2 separate regions of the Sus scrofa genome follow, and region 1 is linked to region 2. Evidence: chromatin contacts called from public Hi-C data. All regions are on one chromosome and are shown on one strand. The core of a region is the stretch at or near the end of the contact, and the rest is flanking DNA. Distances in the headings are between cores, read along the strand shown. Region 1 holds the start of DDAH2 (N(G),N(G)-dimethylarginine dimethylaminohydrolase 2). Region 2 holds the start of LY6G5C (lymphocyte antigen 6 complex locus protein G5c).

Region 1 (3,024 bases), core at 430-2,929, 47 kb after region 2:
CCCCAAGTCTGCTTCCCTGTGCCAAGCCCTAGGGTACAGGCGCCCCAGCCTCACCGGTGAAGAGAACATCGGTGCCATCCAGTGTCGCGTTCTCGTCCCCCATCTCCACAATTCGGAGCCCCAGGTCCTGGAGGGCTTTGCGGACTCCATCGACCTAGGAGAAGAGGGCAGGAGGCGGAGACATTCCCACCCCTCTTGTTCCCTAAAGCCTCAGACGTCCAGATCCTCCTTTCCCACCACCCCAACCCTCCGGCTCACCTCCGGCCTGCGGGCGGGGCTCCAGGGTCTCGTGATTAGGGCCGTATCCCCTTGGATCACCGCGGTGTCACCGAGCAGCGGTCCCAGCGGCAGCGACTCTTCAGGAGGCAGTTCTAACAGCTGCAGCCCCAATCGCTGTCTCAGTTTACCACCCAGCACCCCGTGCTCCCTCTGAGCTTTGGCCAGGTCCAGGGCCGGGAGGCCAGCCCCCGCACCCTCCACCGACGCCAGGCTCTCCGGGACCCCCCGGATCAGGGCATGGGAGCAGCGGCCCAGCCCCTCCCCTGGCGTCCCCATCCCATCCACACGGACCCCCCTCCGGCCACGCTGATTTCTTAGTTTTCTCTTTTTACTTCACCGGTCTGGGAGAAGAAACAAAAAGGAGAAAGAGACACACAGAGAAGGGCATAGTGGGGGTGGTTAAGAGCGCCCGGGTCTTCCTCCTGCCATCTCCGGGTGCCCCTCCCACTCCGCCCCACCCCCTCCAAGCCTTCCTCTCAGGCCGACCCCACTCCACCCAGAATCCTCGCGATTCTACCGCTTTAGGGGGAGTCGGAGGAATAAGATCGGAATCCCTAATCTCCAAAACACCTGTTGCCCCATCTCGGGGGCTTGGAGAGGTCCCGGCCGGGAGCCCCTCTTGGCAGCCGCTAGGATGCGCTCATTCCCCAAAAATGCAGCAGACCCGCCCCCTTAACCCTCAGCTGCTCGCTGCCTTAGGGACCCGAAATGCGGCGAGGGACGCAAAGGGGTTATGGGACGGGAGACAGCTGGGGAGAGAGTCAGGGCCTGGGGGATGGAAGTTCTGGATGTCCGAACGAGAAAGGGAAAGAGGGACAAGGAGGGAGGAATTAGGTCCTAAGGAGTTAACCATCCTCTCTCCACCCGAGCCGATCGCTCCGTCCCTAGAGCTACCCAGTGTAAACCAGACCGAGTCCCGAAGGACTGGGAGAGGTCTAAAACGAAATCCGAGGGGCGCGCGCCGGGTCGGGGGGAAATGGGGGGCGTGGTTCTGGGGAGCAGGCGCCACACTGGGAGCCAGGATCGTCCCCCAGTCTCGAGATCTCTCTTCCCCAAAGTCCACCCCGACTCAGCTCCGCACCCAAATATCGACTCTCCGCACTGTCTGGTGCAAGCAGGGGCCCAGCACCCCCAAACTCCGGCTCACACAAGAGACACCTCCCACCCCAGACTCACCTCCAGCGGCCACCCCCACTCCCGCAGCTCTGTGATCTTGGCTGGGGCCCCACCCCCCTGAGGACAGAGTTGGTGAAGAGAGTCCTAGCCTTCAAGCCTCGGGGATTGGAGCTTTGGCTTTGAGGGGTCCCGGGGTAGACGAGCTCCAGTACCACAGTGGGGCGGGGGCGCAACGGTCTGGCGGCTCCGGGGCATTGTCTAAGCGGGACGGGGCAGGGCTCAAGGAGGCCACGCCCACTCCGCCCAGCTATGCCGCGCCCACTCTACCGGGACTGCGCCCCCCTTCCCCCTGCTTCGAATTCAGCCCCGCCCCAGGAGCGCAGCCCAGGCCCACCCAGATCTGGCCGGCCCTGGCGGCTGGGCTGCAAACGCGACATGGAACACCAGACAGCGCTGCGGTGGACCGGCGGTAAAAATGGCAGCCCCATCACGAACGTGCTTCTTCTAAATTCCTGGCTTCTGCCAGGAGCTCAAGGTCACTGACCCACCCTTCATTCTGTGTCACCCACACTTCAAGGTCCCTTTGTGTAAAAACACTAGATTTTCATTCTGTATTTTATTACTGAAACAACGTCGTCCTACCCACCCCACCCCACAATAAAAATCTCACCCAGATCTCCCATCCTTTCTCCTCACCCCCACCCCCCACCCCCAGCAAGCCCTGCACAAATGCTCCTGGATTCTGTGCCCACTGCCCCATTTTGGAGTGTGTCCATTTCCATTGCGTAGCCACGTGGAAAACACCCAGGGCCTTTGTGAAGGAAATGGAGGAGGGGGGAGAAGGAGCCCCAGGAGAGGCTTATTTGAGGGCCTTGGCCACTTGCTCGTAGGCCAGCTCGATCTCCTCATCGTCTGGACAGGTGGAGGCAAACTCTTCCCGAGCATAGGCATTGCGCAGGTATCGATGCACTCCACGAAACGCATCCGGAATGGAGAATCCCCGGTACTTCTTACAGACCACCTGGGCATGGAGAGGGCAGAAGGACAAACAGGTTAGCCTCAGGGAAGTCACAAGGGCTGCCCTGCTTTAGGTCTTTCCCTTCTTCCAAAGCCTACAGGATAAAATCTAGCCTTCTGGTCCAGGTATTCAAGTCCACTATCTGGTTTCTCTTTATGGTTCTTATCTCTCACATGAATCATGTTCAATCAGCTTTCTTAACTCCTCGTTGTCTTGTAAGGTCTTCACCCTTCCTCTCCAGTTATTGAAATCCTGGCCATTTGTCACCAGCTCCCATTCAGATCACCCCAATCCATGGTGCTAGTTTTCCTCTCTTGATTTTGAGATATAATTCACAAACAATAAAATTCTCCTCTTGAATTTCCATAGCAACTTTTGCCTACTTTTCATTTGGTCTTTAGTCATGTATTATTATTTAACTTTCATGTGAATGTTTTTTTTTTCCCTCAGATTTCAAATCCTTTGCGGCCAATACCACATATCCTCGTGTCTTTTAGTGCCTAGTACAGATTTTCAATAGACCATTCTGCAGCAGACTGACATTGGGCTGCAATGTCAGTTTCATCTTGGGTCCATGTTTCACAAACTACACCACAGCTTTGAGCTCTGAC
Region 2 (2,905 bases), core at 351-2,850:
TTAATTAATTAATTAAACATTTATTTGAGGGACTAATGTGTCTACCAGCACTCTGTAAGTCTCTAAGTTCAAAGTTTAGGCCAAGGCAGCCTATTCCAAGTTTTGGCAGCCTTGTTAGGACAGTTCTTCCTCTGTGACTTGGTTTCATGGTCCCCCACCCCAGACAGTCTTTTGAATATGCTTTCTTTTCTTTTTTCTTTCATTTTTGGCTGCATCCATGGTATATGGAAGTTCCCAGGCTAGGGATTGACTCTGAACCACAGTTGCAGCAATGCTGGATAATTAACCTACTGTACCATAGTGGGAACTCCTGGAATATGCTTTCTTCATCTGTAATTAGCAGAAGTGAAAACATAAGAGTGCATCAGCACAAGACATGTAGACAGAGACTTCGAGTAGCCCAAAGCCATATTCTTTGAGGGGGTCCCACTGAACAGATTCTTTTTTTTTTTTTTTTTTTTTTTGTCTTTTTGCCTTTTCTAGGGCCGCACCAGCGGCATATGGAGGTTCCCAGGCTAGGGGTCTAATTGGAGCTGTGGCTGCTGGCCTACACCACAGCCACAGCCACAGCCACAGAAACGCTGGATCCGAGCCGCAACCTACACCACAGCTCACGGCAACGCTGGATCCTTAACCCACTGAGCAAAGCCAGGGACCGAATCTGCAACCTCATGGTTCCTAGTTGGATTCGTTGACCACTGAGCCACGACGGGAACTCTTGAACAGATTCATTTTTAATTTTGTTCACCTAAGCCCTTCACAAACACATGCCTGTTCATCTCCCTCCTCCTCCGGTCCCAGGCCCAGACCACTCGTTAACGTGTCCCCAGCAGAACCCTTGGTGTGAGGCTGATGATGAGCCAACACTTTGAATCTTGTTTCTGTGTAGATGGTGATTTGCAGCCAAGCGAGTTATCAGGCTGGATTCATCCTTGTTCTACGCTGGATCCTGGGGCTGTCATCTGGCGTGTTCCCCCAACCCTCCCTCTTCTGTATTGCCCTCGGATTCAAAGAGGTTCTCTTTAATATCTCCACTCAGGTGACTGCTATTAAGTGAGAAAACCCTCCAGTAATCACCTGAAATCTCTCTCAGAGTGAACATCAGCCCGTTATCAGTCCCCAGTCATTATCCCACCAAGCCCACCCACCCCATCTTTCCTCCTGCCTGGTTTACCTGAATGCCCTTGGCACATGTACCCAGACATCTGGTGTCTGTGGGTTTCTCTATCCAGCAGGCTAGGAGATCCTTCTGACCCCTTAGAGACACTTACCAAACACCAAGCTCATCATGACCTGCATTATTAAGAGGGCCAGGGCTTGGTGGAAGCCCATATTCCAGCTACTTGCAGGGCCTGCCATAAAATGCATGACTGCCCACCAGCCTCCAGTTTGGCCTTATATTGATGGAAGAGAAGTTGACCAAGAGGAAAGGGAGAGGCAACATCCTTTTGGGGCGGAATTCAGAGCTAGAACAGCCGGAGGGACAGAGTGTCCTCACCCACAGCCATTCTGGGGCCTAACATCCTGGCATGGGGACAAGGACCCAACAAAAAGAATGAGAAAAGAAACGTATTTCAGGAGTTCCCATCGTGGCAAAAAGAAAGGAAAGAAAGAGGAGTTCCCATCGTGGCGCAGTGGTTAACAAATCCAACTAGGAACCATGAGGTTGCGGGTTCGGTCCCTGCCCTTGCTCAGTGGGTTAAGGATCCGGCGTTGCCATGAGCTGTGGTGTAGTTTGCAGATGCGGCTCGGATCCCGCGTTGCTGTGGCTGTGGTGGTGTAGGCCGGTGGCTACAGCTCCAATTGGACCCCTAGCCTGGGAATCTCCATATGCCGCGGGAGTGGCCCAAAGAAATAGCAAAAAGACAAAAAAAAAAAAACAAAAAAAAAAACAAAAAAAAAAGAAGAAACGCATTTCGTATGAATTTAACAGACATTCATTGAATCACTGCATCAGATGTTGGGGATACAATATTGCACAAAGCCCCTATCGTCACGGAGCACACAGTTTAGTGCAGAAGACAAGTCAACAGACAGTGACGGGAGATGGGGGAGGAGGAAGCACCTGAGCTGTGGCTACTACAAACCAAAAGGATTTCAGCAGAGGAGTAACAGGTTCAGATTTCTGTTTGTAGATTTCTGAGGCCGGGAAACCAGTTAGGAAGCTATTCCCAAGTCCAGTCACAAGATGGCAGCCTGGTCTAACAGAAGAGAGGGAAGTTGAGCGGTGCAGGAATCTGAGCTACGTTTCCCAGGAAGACGGGACAGATTCAGACTGCTTGTGAGGTGAGGGAAGGGAGATAGGCTTTGCGAAAGGGAGTGATTGTGATACCATTTTCCAAAATGGGAAAGATGTGTCAGAAATCCAAAAGCGAGGACACCTGAGTCTCCAGGGACCGTATTAGCCCACTACGCCCTGTGGGTTCTGGGAAGCCAGAGCCTTTCCCTATGCCCCCGCTTTTCCGGGCCCGCCTCAGCTCAGCTGCAGGTCATTGGGTCCGATCTCCGGCGCCCACAGGCTCCGGCGCTGTGCGCTCGCTCTCCACGCCTGGCTGCACTTCAGAGTTTTTGGGAGGACGCGAGGGCGGCCGCCCGCCCAAGCTCAGCTCTTGGCCAGGCACTTGGGAAGAAACCCGGGCGTCCGGCCCCCGCTGCCACCCAGAGCACTGCACGGCTTCCCCGGAAGGTGGCACTATGGCGCCAACGTCCCTCCCAGTCCAGGATTCCGGAGACCTCACAGCAACCAATGAGCTGCCGCGGACGGGCTCCAGGCGCCCCATCCGTTTCTTCCGTCGGGGGCCTGCTGGCCCGACTCGCCTGCCCCGCGGGCGTCTCACCAGGTCAGTCTCCCTCTGGTGAGTGAGACCCACCCAGATTTTTACTTTAAGGGTCAGTAGGTCAGGGG

What was found. A called contact is a pair of places that touch in the nucleus more often than the background predicts.
Region 1: a contact with region 2 is called in a Hi-C map of embryonic fibroblasts, with 4 times the contacts expected there. The contact joins the promoter of DDAH2 here to the promoter of LY6G5C in region 2. A contact is called at or near these places in 2 of 5 promoter capture datasets (fetal liver and fetal skeletal muscle), 23 of 47 Hi-C or Micro-C datasets (adipose tissue, alveolar macrophages, blood and 15 more) and 2 of 2 datasets of contacts at active chromatin or transcription factors (alveolar macrophages and skeletal muscle).

Annotation. Positions count from the first base shown.
Region 1 is chr7:23,840,835-23,843,858 of Sscrofa11.1, forward strand. DDAH2 (N(G),N(G)-dimethylarginine dimethylaminohydrolase 2) reads right to left here and starts at 1,680. Exons shown (of 7, transcript XM_021098458.1): 1 at 1,456-1,680; 2 at 259-620; 3 at 55-154. The coding sequence starts at 555. It overlaps CLIC1 (chloride intracellular channel protein 1), which reads right to left. Exons shown (of 7, transcript XM_021098462.1): 7 at 1,995-2,416. The coding sequence ends at 2,255.
Region 2 is chr7:23,794,367-23,797,271 of Sscrofa11.1, forward strand. LY6G5C (lymphocyte antigen 6 complex locus protein G5c) reads right to left here and starts at 1,601. Exons shown (of 3, transcript XM_003128309.4): 1 at 1,272-1,601. The coding sequence starts at 1,368.